Linked DNA regions of Mus musculus: region 2 is linked to region 1. A link is a contact called in public Hi-C data. All regions are on one chromosome and are shown on one strand. The core of a region is the stretch at or near the end of the contact, and the rest is flanking DNA. Distances in the headings are between cores, read along the strand shown.

Region 1 (6,588 bases), core at 3,065-5,564:
TTTTAAGGACTGAACTCAGCATACAGAAAACAAAAGACTGTTTACTCCTGGATGCACAGAAAACAGGTAAGGTATTCATTGTATAAGTAATCAGGATATTGTATCATATATTTAAGAGCATATATTTCAGAATGAGTCATATAAACCTGGATGAGCAACCCCTGACATTAATGACCCTGCCTATTTGGCATCTATAAGCTTCCATGCTCTGTTACAAAGTGGAGATACTAGTATATGGTCACAAGATTACTGAAAGAGTTAATGTAGATCATGTAAATACTTACTTAACACTAACCATCATTTTTATACCAAGAGAAAGAAAGAGATGACTATTAAATATGAACAAAAATCACAGTCTGGAGTAATTCCTAAATGGAATGGAATCCTAGCACCTGGAAAGGATAGTACAAGGAATAAAATATGGTATTGGAAAAGGACTCCAAGCCCTTACACAAGTGAATCTTAAAAATAAATTCTATCATGTAATTGGACTGGAAAGGCTCTTGTGAAAGCCAAAAAACTTGGGCTCTAAAGTGACTCATAACCTACTCTTGGTGTTCTTCAGCCAACTTTATATAAATCCTCATAGTTCAAAGACATACAGAAGTGCTCATTTTAACTGGTAATTTGGAGGTCACTTAAGACTAAAGGTCATGGACTAGTTGGCCCGTGGTTCCCAGGATAGCTAGGCAGCTCACCAATAATTGGTGGTCCCTTGCAGGCATAATCACTGTTTTGTCCAATGGTATCCATTGACACGGCTTGGAGTGGCTAATGGCAAGGCACATTCTACTCGTTGTCAAGTGTGGAAAAGGAAACCAATGTTTTGGAGTACTTTTTTGACTTCAAGTGTTCTATTACAAAATGTCCATATCCATTAGATCTCCAAACTTTATTGAAGTAAATGTTCCCACCCTTTAGGCTGTGGGAAAGCAATGGTTAATGACTCTTAGGGATTTTGTGAGTCACAAATCTAGATAGGTGACCTTTGAGCCAAGACCAGTGCCAGCTCTTCCATATCACTCAGTCCTGATAGATTCTAGTTAATCAAAAGCTCATAGCCCAGGAACAAGAGCCATTGAAAAATGCCTGTAATCATACTTTGCTATAGCTTTATCTAGAAGAAGTAATTATAAAAGTAAGGGAAGGGGAAGCCCCATTCACTTCATACTTCCCTCTTGGGAGAGGTCTTTTGAGTTAAATTCCATTTCCATGGTTCTGTAGGTGGTTTCACAATGAGATAGACATGCCTGTTCAACAGAGGAAGTAGTTGGCCCCTTGTCTCTGGGAGAAACAAGAAAGGATGCCATGTTATTCAGAACTAGGGCTTGCTGTAATCTCTGGGCATCGATCCCCTATGCTCTACCCCCTTTTCCTCCAAAGCACTGGGGGTGGGGGTGGGAAGAGTATGCAACCTCATCTAGATTTTGGTGGGGTGTTGGAGATCCTAATTAGGGTTCTCAGCTTGAGCAGTCTCAGAACTCATTGAGCCATTACCTTGGTCCACTTAAGATTCTGTGTCACATTCTCAGAAGTTTTGATTCATGACAGCAAAGTTCATCTCCAATCCAGGAAAAAAAATAATTATGCAGGTGCGCTTTAGAGAATTTAGTAGTATCTGCCTGACTGGGATGCAAGAAAAAGCTGTAGAAGCCAGGAAGATGTGCTTGGAGGAATTAGTAGGGGAAAGTTCAGAAGAGGATTTGATTCCATGATAAGAGGTTGTGAAAAAAAAAAAAACTGGATGTTTATGGATTCCTGTTAGCCTCGTAGTGATACAGTGCATACATTATAATAATCACTGTTGCAGAAAGACTATATTAAGTTGGTTCAATAGATTTAGAATAGCTAGGAGAACAGTTTTTCTCTTTATACCACCCACGCCCCATCAATAGACACACAAACATATAGATTATAGATAGATAGATAGATAGATAGATAGATAGATAGATAGATAGATGATAGAGATGGATAGATAGAAAGACACATAAATATACAGATGATAATTAATTAGATAGATATAGATTGAGATATAGAGAGATGTCTTCTTTCGTTATCTGTGTGTATATATGTGCACGTGTATGGGCATGACTGTGTGTTTGTGTGTCCATGTTGATTCAAATAAAGATATAAGGAGGCTTGAACTGAAACCAGTAAAAAAAAATATACATTCTTGTGATGTTTTAATAAAATTATCCTCATAGGCCCTCCGGGAGTGGTACTTTTTGAAGTAGGTGTGACCTTGTTGGAGGAAGTATTGTCACTCTAAATGGGCTTTGAGGTTTCAGATGCTCAAGCCAGGCCCAGGGTCACCCTCTCTTCCTGTTGCCAGCTTATCTGGATATAGAACTGTCATCACCATGTCTTCCTGACTGTCACTGTCTTAGTTAGGGTTTCTATTCCTGCACAAACATCATGACCAAGAAGCAAGTTGGGGAGGAAAGGGTTTATTCGGCTTACACTTCCATACTGCTGTTCATCACCAAGGAAGTCAGGACTGGAACTCAAGCAGGTCAGGAAGCAGGAGCTGATGCAGAGGCCATGGACAGATGTTCTTTACTGGCTTGCCCAGCCTGCTCTCTTATAGAACCAAGACTACCAGCCCAGAGATGGTCCCACCCACAAGGGGCCTTTCCCCCTTGATCACTAATTGAGAAAATGCCTTAGTGTTGAATCTCATGGAGGCATTTCCTCAACTGAAGCTCCTTTCTCTGTGATACTCCAGCTGTGTCAAGTTGACACAAAACTAGCCAGTACAGTCACCATGCTTCCTGACATACTGATAATGAGCTAAATCTCTTAACTGGGAGCTATCTTTAATAAAATGGTTCCTTATAAGAGTTGCCATGATCAGGTGCAGGGTACAATCATACCAGGCTCCTGTCAGCAAGAGCTTCTTGGCATCAGCAATAGTGTTGGGGTTTGGTGTCTGCAGATGAGATGGATCCTTAGGTTGGGTGGTCTCTGGGTAGCCTTTCCTTCCTTCAGTCTCTGCTCTACTCTTTGTCCCTGCCTTTCCTTTAGACAGAAACAATTCTGGGGTAAATTTTTTGAGATGGGTGAGCTCGATACATCAACTGGGGGTTCTGCCTATTGATTCCCCAGCATAGTTGGACACTAGAGTGGTGAGGCGTGTGTGGGAGAGTGGGTGTTCGAGCACCCTCATAAGGGCAAAGGGGAGGGAGAATGGGATGGAGTGGGTTGGCAGGGTACTGGGAAGGGGGATATCATTTGAAATGTAAACAAATCAAGTGATTAATAAAAGAAAGAAGAAAAAGAGTTGCCCTGGTCAAGGAGTTTCTTCACAGCAATAGAAAGCCTAAGAGAATTTTCAAGTAAAAATAGTTTGGGGACATTCAATACAGACTTCATTCAAGTCAGGGTACACAGAAGCCACAAGAATACTGTTTAGAATCTTGGAGACCTGGAGCAAGAGAATGGCTTCCTGTATGGATAAAGTAGGCTTACTATTGATGATTCCTTCAGTGTATAGTAAGCCTCAAATCAAGGAAAGCATGGAACACATCCCTTAACCCCAGGCTTTCCTTCTCTCTGTTTTCACAGCCGAAGCACAGCAACTAGGGAACTGATGATGCCAAGCCTGCCAAGCAATAGCACTGGATGGAGAAGGATGGCAAGTGGCTCTAGAATGGCAATGAAAAATGCAGTACCCAGGAAATGAGCATAAAAACATTCAGAAATCAATGAACTGAATAGGTTTTTGTGAATTAGAGTCCATATGAGAACATATATATAGAGAGCAAGAAAGAGAGGAAAAGATTATGAACCTGGGACTTCTAGCTGAAGTCATGAGGATCGTTGTGGTACACTTGATTTAGGAGTGGTAAACATGGGAAACTAGATTCTTAAGGAGGTGTTCATGACTCAGAAGTATGTTGATATAAGATACATGTTGATTAAAGAGCACCCCAGTGCAAATGCCAGCTGGGCAGGTGAGTGAAACAAACCATATCTCAAGGACACGTGTAGGCTCCAGAAATGCATTTGAGAGTTGTCAGCACATGCATGGTGCCTAATGAGATGATAATGGCTACTAACTAGAGGGAGTGTGTAAGAAAAATCAAGAAGACAGCCTACCTCCTGCTTCTTCGATCAGTTGAGAAGTAGCTATTACGGAAATTCGAGGAAGAAGAAAACAGAAGGAACCCTTAGGCATGCAGGATGTCAGAAAGTCCTAAGGAAAGAACATTATTGAAGGAAGGGGTGGAACAATCATGAAGAATGCACAGCTGAAGCTGTGACTCTTCAGTAAGTGGGAAAGGGAGGAGGCCTGGTTAGAATGAGCTGTCCACCAACAAAAGTGATAACGAGTTACTGTGTTCCCTCTCTCACTAAATAAAAGAAAGTTAATGCTGACACGTTATGTCAGCAGTTCGCAACCTCTGTGTCATGACACCTTTGCAGGCAAAGGATCCTTACACGGGGGTGACCTAAGACCATCACATACATTTACATTACATTACAATTCGTAGCAATAGGAAAATTACAGTTTTAAAATAGCAACAAAATAACTTTATGGTTGGGGGTCACCACCACCCGAGGAACTGTATTAATGGGTTGCTACATTAGAAAGGCTGAGAACTACTAATTTAAGTTAAACTCATGTCTACAGATATGAATGCAGGTCTTGGATTCCACGGGCCATGTCTTTTCCTCATTGCTGAGTAATTTTCCAGTTCTGTGATTCATACTGCACGGAGTGTAGTTATACAGTAACTTTCCAGTGGGCCTCTCACCCCAGGGATTTGCCATGTCTGACCTTCTCTTAGGCAAAAGATGAAGAAAATTTCTCATCCTAAGGAGGGAAAGAAAAAAAAAAAAGAACATAACCTAAATGGCAAGATATTAATCTTGAGACCATTTACAGGGAGGTGTTAAGTGGCCCCGTTGGCATTAACAGCAGTAAGCTTCGAATATCACTTGTACAGCAAGCTGCTTAGCTCTGCAGATAGCAAGTCACAGCAGGCCTTCTTGGGTTGCAAATATAGTCACTCTGTTTGCCAATTAACTCTTTCCCACATTGTGTTTTATATAACCAGCCAGGAAGCTTTTGCTTCGACAGCAGAATCTGCTGGCAAATGGTACTGTCCTGGGAATTGAAGTGATGCGACAGTAGCCACGGCAGTGGTCAAAGGGGACAGGAGAAATCATGGAGAAACAGTCATTAGTGAGCCAGAGCCTCCTGAGGCTTGCTTTTCTCTGGAATAAGTGTCCATATCCTCTCAGCTTCCAATCAGGCAGGGTAATGGACAAGACATTGCTCCTTTATCTTGAGAAAATGTAGCATGTCCAAGTTATTATAAACAAGCTACAAGGAGATTCTGTGATTTCCCAACTACACTGTCTGCTGTCCTTTTGTGCATCTTGCTGTTTTTTAAAACAGATTTCAGGAGGAGCAGGTGGCTGGATCTGTGTCCTGACCCCTTAGTATGTGACACGAAGGCTCCATGACTTCCTGCTTCTTGTCCCTTCAGCCGAACTTGGCAGGACTGACCAGCCCTCCTCATAAACGACTGAGTCTGTCTCTTCCATTCTTCCCTCATTATGATTTCTCACTCTTCTGGGAAGGTCCCTCCCCCTTTCTTCAACTAAACATGTTGATGGGCTTCTCCAGACCTCTTAACTTGTTAGTTTAATTCTTCACTTAGAAGATGCTGTGTAAGTTATCATCACAAGCAAGTTAGCTGTTTCTTGAGGAGATGGGGTCTAACCAGAAGAAACATATCACCAGGGTGATAAGTCACCAGAACGGGTACACTTTTGGTTCTGATCCTTGCCTTCCCCATCTCTTTGACTCTCTCTCTGTGTCTATCTCTATCTCTCTCCATCTGATTCCAATCAGGCACTAAACACAGCTGCATTGCTAGGAGCCATGTCTGGTACACTGTGACATTTATTTGGTGTTTGAAGACTACAGATTCATCTATTCGGTACTCAACTTGAGAGAGACAGAGACAGAAAGAAATAGGGAGGCAAGGAGCAGGACCAAGAGTATATAAACCCTGGTGACTTGTTTCTTCTGATTAGACCCTATCTCCTCAAGATATTTCTGCTGCTCAGATTCAAATAGGTACTTACTGTAGTAGCAATAAAATGAAATTGTTGAGATTATTTGTTTGCTTGTTTTATTTTGTTTTACGAAAATGTCCCTTTTTTCTCCTTCCTTGTAAATATCTCCTTCACTTACCCACTGCTCAAAGGTCTCACTTCTATCTTTGGCGTCTCCTCCTTTTCTCATGCACAGTCGCCTATCCAGTTCCAGTGACTCCATTACTGTATCTGGTAAAGTTGATGAACTCACCTGTGGTAATCAACCTTTTACTGCTGTGATAGAATACGTAGGTGAGATTATTTAAGAGGAGGGCGGGTTTATTTGGGGTCAGTGAGGCAGATAACGGGGAGCTGATGATGGAATGGTGGTCAGAAAGAAGAGAAGTTAAGAATGGAAGTAGGGAGAAAGAGAAAGGGGCAAAGATCAGGACAAAGAGTGTACCCAGCAGGTAACCTGTTTCTTTTGATTAGACCCATCTCCTCATGAACTATCATATCCACTAATGGTATAAAATC
Region 2 (6,588 bases), core at 2,732-5,231, 280 kb before region 1:
ACCAGCTGCTGTGTTAAGTACCGTTCACAAAGAACGCCCTTTGCTGTACTTTGAAGGCATTGATGCCTTTATAGCTAGATAAATGTGTAACTCCAAGGCTAGACACCACCCTGTCCCAACAATAAGCCCTGTGCTGGGCAAAGTGCTGAAGGATAGACTTTGGCCTTGTCCACAATTCATCTGGAGCACTCACTGACTTTGAAGTTAGACTTACCAGGCTGACTCTACTTCTGGTTTTGGGGAAATTATTCATTCATTTATCCATTTATTTACTATACAAATATTTTGTGGCATAAGTAGCTATACACTATGCATAAAGAGTGGTGGGAACTCAGAGAAAATATCATTAGGGAGGGTTAGAGAGGGCATCCGAAGCAAACAGAGATGGGATAGCAGGCCTAAGATTTTTCTTTCCTTATAAAAGATCATGATGGTTCCTGATTTCAGAACGCTTGCTGTGCTAAATGAGATGGAATTTGCTAAGTGGATCAGTGGATCAGACTGAGATTTGGAACTGATATGTCTTCCAATGCTTTTGTCTGATTATAAGAATTATACTTTTATTTAATATAATTACCTAATGGCATAATATAAAGAAAGGATAAAATACTTTACATTTTATATCTGAAAGATGTTTACATTCTGTTAAAAATCTTATATGTCTTTCTAAGCTTCTGGATTGATTCAGAAGTTTATATTTTGTAGCCATCATATATTAGTCCCTGCATTTAGACCCTTGCATAAAGCTGTGTATCATGTTTCATATCTCATAAAATCACTGTAGATATTATCTTTAGTGACCTTATATTGGATCATATGGAATTAGTATGGTGTGATATAGTATTCAGCCATTTCCAGTCATTTAGAATGATTTCTACTCATAGTCATCATAACCCAATTTTGACTATTGTAAATCAAGTTTAAATGAACATCCCTGTGCCTATTTTTTTATTACTATTATTTCCTTAGGCTAGCTGCCCAGAGTTGGAATGACTGGGTCCTAGGCTATGAATATTTTTAAGGCTCTGTTGTTGTACTGCCAAATTGTCTTCCAAAGGGGTCATAACAATTTGCATTCTGCCTGGAGTGAGTGAGGAGGCCTGTCTCCCCTTATGCTTGCCAGCTACACTGAAGTTTACGCTACTGTTCTTATTACCATGTGCTCTTCAATCCTCAAGAGTACCAGGGTTTAAAAATTCAACTTAGATTTATTTGCTGCTTCTGAATTTAAAAGTGCTGCCCATACGTTGAAATTGCTGGGTAAATAAAGGAAAAAAAATTAAACACATAAAGCAAACCAAAACAAGAGTAAAAGCACTGACCTTCTAACTACTCTTAGATATTCATGCAGTTCCAATTCATAAATGAATTCTTTTTCACAATCATTTAGTGCTTCATGTCTTTAAATTTATACTTCTACAAATCATTAATAATCATTTATTTTCTTTTACAATTTTTAGGTTGACACACAAGATAATGGATTTGATTTGGGCATTTCAATGCATGGCTAGTATTAGCTTTAAACCCTCCCTTTCTTCCCCAGCACCCAGTCATACAGCTGGTACCTGTCTTTGAAACTGTTATTTGAAATACAATTGCTTATTCAATTCTTATTTGGCTAGGTCAATTTCTGATTCTCTGGATGGCTCTGAGTATGTGAGAAATTAAACACTTTTATCAAAGTCTTCTGAACTTTTCAACTATGACATATTTTGTCCTGAATAGTAAGTTTTGTAGTGAAAAACTGTCTTATGTGTCATAGCAGTTCACAGCTCTCCGAGAACTGTGAAAACCAAAAATACTTGCAGACATTACCAGATGTCCTCTGGGTAACACAAACCCCAGGATGACACCCTCCATGTTGTGCTGCTTGAGCCACTTGTCAGCTTGTAGACCCGCATCCTGTCAAGGGCATGTCTCACCAACTGGTAAGGCCCATTCAAACTTTCTACAGTACTGGCTATAAAGGCCATTTGTACACAGAGTTGAGAGTTCCCAATTCAGGAATTTCCCAGACTTTCAACACTATTATTGCTTTCACTTAAACATGTACAGAGTATTTTATCTTTGTCACATACTGTTTAAATACCAAGGGCACTCAGCATTTCCAAGGTAAAGATTTCCCTTACTTTTTCTCCACATACCTTTTCCTACTTTGCTATGTATATACCTAGTTAGTATGTGAACATCTCTTTACTCCTTACTTTTTTCAGATAGGGAATAAGGAATTGAACAATTTATTAAAAATAGGAGCTGAACTGAGTTGAGCATAGCAAAACAGAGAGTAGCCTCTTGTACCTCTCTTTCAATGACAGACTTATTAAATTCTCTCTCTCTCTCTCTCTCTCTCTCTCTCTCTCTCTCTCTCTCTGTGTGTGTGTGTGTGTGTGTGTGTGTGTGTGTGTGTGTGTGTGTTTTATGAAGGCACGTGTATATGCATGTGCCTGCCTGTGGAGACTAGAGGTCAAAAACAGGTATATGTCTTCTTCTCTTCTTCTGTTTAAGTCTTCACTTTATTTTCTGAGATACTACCTCCCACTGAATCTATTTTGCTTAGACTGGTTGGCCAGTAAGCCCTTAGAATTCTCTTGTCTCCATCTCTCACAAGCCCCATAGCCAGTTTAGAGAGGCATGCTTCTGTGACCAGCTTCCTGTAAGTGCAGGATACCCAAGCTCACGTCCTCATGCTTGTATACCAAGCACATTATCCTCAGAACCATTTCCCTAGCTCCTTGCTGACTTTTGGTTTTTGACAGTAGAGGTTTCACATTCTAAAACCTGATGTAATATTATGCATTCAATCCCTAAATTTAGTCTTTTGGCTACTATGCTGCATCAAGTATTCTTATTTCATCTCCCAACTAAAGATTCTTAAAACAGTATTCACTTTGCCCCTAACTTAGGCCTATCATATTGACAGGGGAGCTCTCTTGGACATTAGTTATAACAGCAAACCCTATAGAAGCTAGGTAGAGTATTAGTGGAATGTAGCGTGATGGATAGGAAGGTACCACAGAAACCAGTTGTTTTATATCCCCTTTTCATAAGTGCAAAAATCAGAAGCTCAGAGAAAAAGTGTTTGTCTAATTATAATAGCTATCTTCTCACCATGAGCCACAATTAGAAAACTGTTTTCTGAACTACTAGTATGTACAAAGACACTAAGAGGAACAATGGCATAGCTTAAGAAACACACAGACACACAGACACTGACACACAGACACACAGACACACACACACCCAGACACACACACACGCACACACACACCCAGACACACACACACACACCTGCTGACTCTGTTATTACAGGTATCTAGAGAAAAGAAAGGATTTGAATCACAGGTACAACTTATAACAATGACATCTTTAACGACCCAGAATTAGTGACATCTTCAGACAATTGTGTCTGTCTTGATGACAGTGACTAAAGATAATAAAATGCATTTGCTTGGCTGAGAATGAGTAAGGAAAGAAATGAGCCATATATATTGCTACAGCTGAGGGTTTGGATTCTTCTTTTCCAGACTGGCACTGTAATCTCAGGAACTGACTACAAGAGTATGGTAGGATAACAGTTAATGCTACTCCAGATCTCTGAGCAAATGAACCATACCCAAAAGAGTTTTCTTTCATTTTCCACCTCTCCTACTTCTGTCTACATCTGAAAGCTAGACAAAGCTCTTCGCTACGAGGCAGAGGATAAAAACTGATTGCTAAAATGAGCTGTTCTTAAATTGAACCAAAATGTACCAGCAACCAATTTTAAAGATAATGATGTGAATTTTATTTAATCCTCACTATTTGGGCTAGTTTCGGTTTCCCAAGCACCGACTGCTCAATAAATGGACAATATAAATAAACAATGCATCTATTTCACAAGACACCTGTGATTAACAGGGAACATTATCTTAACCTCTTTGTAGCCTTTTCTCTGTCAACTCATAAACTTCTTATTTGCTCTGTGACTCAGCATACCTGTGACAATAACTATATAGCAATTCATTGATATCAACAGGATGTTTGGTTTGGGTTAGCCATGAATAAATACTGATACCACTAATCCAAAAAATCACCAGTATGATAAAAATAAATATTCTGACCTTGCGGTGAGTGAGTAATTGGACATGAATTACATTTGTCTTTCTGATAATGATGCAAAGCAGAATGGCAGAGCAAAGGGACATCCTGTATTTATGTGCTCCTACTACAATGGGTAATTAAGTGGAGTTGAATAGTTTAAGGTCATACTGTGGTCCTTGCCCTTGCTTTGTGCAGTTGAAGTGGGGGTGGTAAACACCAATGCCCTCCAATAGCAAGGGCCAGGAGCACAGTGCTAGTTGTTACTCTGGGCTATGCTATGCCTAGTTTAGCTGCCTGTCTTGAGCTCAAGTGAGATGAATTATGGGCATGTCATAAATAGTAAGAGACTTGTAATATATAAGTTAATATTATTGCTTCTCTATAAATAATTTATGTTTTTAGCCCCATTTCAAGTCAATGGCTCTTAACCCTTATGAACAGTGGTGAATTACATTACAATAAATGCTAGAAGATCTCTTTTCAGAGGAGGAATACAGCCCTAAACATATTTATGTGCATACATTCAATGCTGTTTTTATGAAATTCCAGAAGGTTCTTAGAACTTAAGCAAACAGATTTTTAGGGCTGCATGAGATCTAGATCACAATTTATTGATTCAAGGTGTTTTGGTGTAAATAAATAAACAAACAAATAAATAAATGGCTTTTTGTACTGTCCAACAGAGAAACTAGGGCATAGATAGATGTCTTTTTCTAATCATATCTTCAGTAGTCGTACAGGTCTATAATCCCAACACTCAGGAGGCCAAGATACATAGTAGACGATATCCTTGAAATGCAAGAGTGTCAGGCCACCCAGGCAAGGCTACACACCATAATACTCTTTAATAAGCATTTCCAAGTCCCATTGAAACTTGAAAACTGAGGCAGAGAAGTGTTAAATAACTTGTTCAAGATCAGAACTGGCTTTCAGAACACAAGACTTCTGTTGAATCACAGGGCCTCACTACTGAAAGGAATCTTGTTTTGCTGAGTTCTCTGTGGTGGTCAACTCAAAAGTTTGATCCTGCACCTTTGCCTCATTGCAGTCACTAAGCAGATTCAGTGGGTTTAGAAACCAGTACAGGAAGTCAGGAGGTAAGTAATGGAGGGTATTGGAAGGAGTAGGGAGTGGCTCTCGTCAAAGCACATGCCATCCTGGTATTAAATTCTCAAACAATATGAGAATACATTATGTGCACATATGAACACTTTCAAAGAATAAATAATGAAATATAGTGAGCAAAAGACCAGGTGTTTTGTTGTAACATATATCTTAATTTCAGCAGCTGAGAGTCGGAAGCAAGTAGATGCTGTGGTCCAGGACAGCCTGCGCTATCCACTCTGTCTCAGACCAAAGACCAACAAGTCATCATTGCTTTCATTGTCTCTTAGAAGTAATAATCTTGCCTATGATCACACAGTTGTTCTCCGTTAAGATAGATCTGACCCCTTATGATCCCTTCTCAGCTATTTCTTCACCACATCCCTCTACCACCTTCATGTTTATTCATGTAGCACTTGCTTATCTCGTTCCCTTCACTAGACCTCCAATTCCACAAAGGCAGAGACTTGATCCCTAACCCATCCCTTCTCTGATATAATGCTTGGTATGTGGCCAGTCTCCATAAATATTGGACAGGTGGAAAAGAGTCTCACCCAGGTGCAGTTAGCATCCTTAAGTATTATCTCCCAGTCAGTCCATCGGTATTGCAGCAGATTGCACGTAGAGCGCTCAGAATTCTCGGAGGTAATCCAACAGGCATGCCACTCTTGAAATAAGAAACTATCAACTTGAAAAGAAATTATTTTAGCTGGAAGGAAAGTAGACACTGTAATTAAAGAAAAAGGTTATTGTTATCACACTAGATTCTTGGGAGAATTATGGAATAAGAAAATCTGTCACTTTTTTCATAGCTAATTAAGTACTAAGGTCTTGGTACTAGCATGTACTTCACCTCACTTAACTAAGCTGTCCCTCAACAGTAAGTGTGTACTTTCTTCTTCATTCTATTGGAAAAGGAACTGAGGCTTAGAGGTGCTCACTCTCCTCGCTTGAGTTTCCTTACTGAACAGGTAATGGACGTGTGAATAGGCTATCTGGATTGGTGGTTATTATTTATTATAGTTAAGGAGCCAATTTTAGTGGCTTGTGACCTCAGCTCTTTCAGAAAATAGATGAGAATACTCCTCATTTATAGTGATATTCAAGTTGCTTGAGAAGAATGGCAGGCTTTGTTTGCTCCAGGTTGTCTTCAAATGTCTAAGACAGCTCCTTTTTCAAGTAAGTCAGTCCAGTAAACATTTACCAAGGAGTTAAGCTAGTTATCTTTCTTTTGATGGGAAATATATCAAAGAAAATCAGCTTGCAAAGAGGAATAGTGTTGTTTAGTTCACAGTCTCAGATCATTCTGTCCATGGTCATTTGGTTTGGCTGTTTGGAATGGTGGTCACAGTGTGGCTTGAAGGAAAGCTGCTTGCTTGGTTTTTACTACAAAGTAAAAAACGG

The links. A called contact is a pair of places that touch in the nucleus more often than the background predicts.
Region 2: a contact with region 1 is called in a Hi-C map of pancreatic cancer cells. The contact joins two enhancer-like sites. A contact is called at or near these places in 1 of 15 datasets of contacts at CTCF or cohesin (CD8 T cells), 3 of 484 Hi-C or Micro-C datasets (embryonic fibroblasts, epidermal suprabasal cells and pancreatic cancer cells), 4 of 115 datasets of contacts at active chromatin or transcription factors (CD8 T cells, Th2 cells, a colorectal cancer cell line and 1 more) and 2 of 9 other capture datasets (embryonic stem cells and embryonic tail).

Annotation. Positions count from the first base shown.
Region 1 is chr15:61,163,662-61,170,249 of GRCm38.p6, reverse strand. Gm38563 (a long non-coding RNA gene) reads right to left here. Exons shown (of 3, transcript XR_875374.2): 3 at 3,287-4,816. Among named protein-coding and RNA genes, the nearest start is that of Gm38563, 9.8 kb to the right of the region's middle. Within about 2 kb of position 4,314, at least 18 of the 459 cell types and tissues checked have an H3K27ac peak or open chromatin away from gene starts, as enhancers often do. A contact at or near this core is called in pancreatic cancer cells, where this site is marked.
Region 2 is chr15:61,443,939-61,450,526 of GRCm38.p6, reverse strand. No RefSeq gene overlaps it. Among named protein-coding and RNA genes, the nearest start is that of Gm24696, 89 kb to the right of the region's middle. Within about 2 kb of position 3,981, at least 22 of the 459 cell types and tissues checked have an H3K27ac peak or open chromatin away from gene starts, as enhancers often do. A contact at or near this core is called in pancreatic cancer cells, where this site is marked.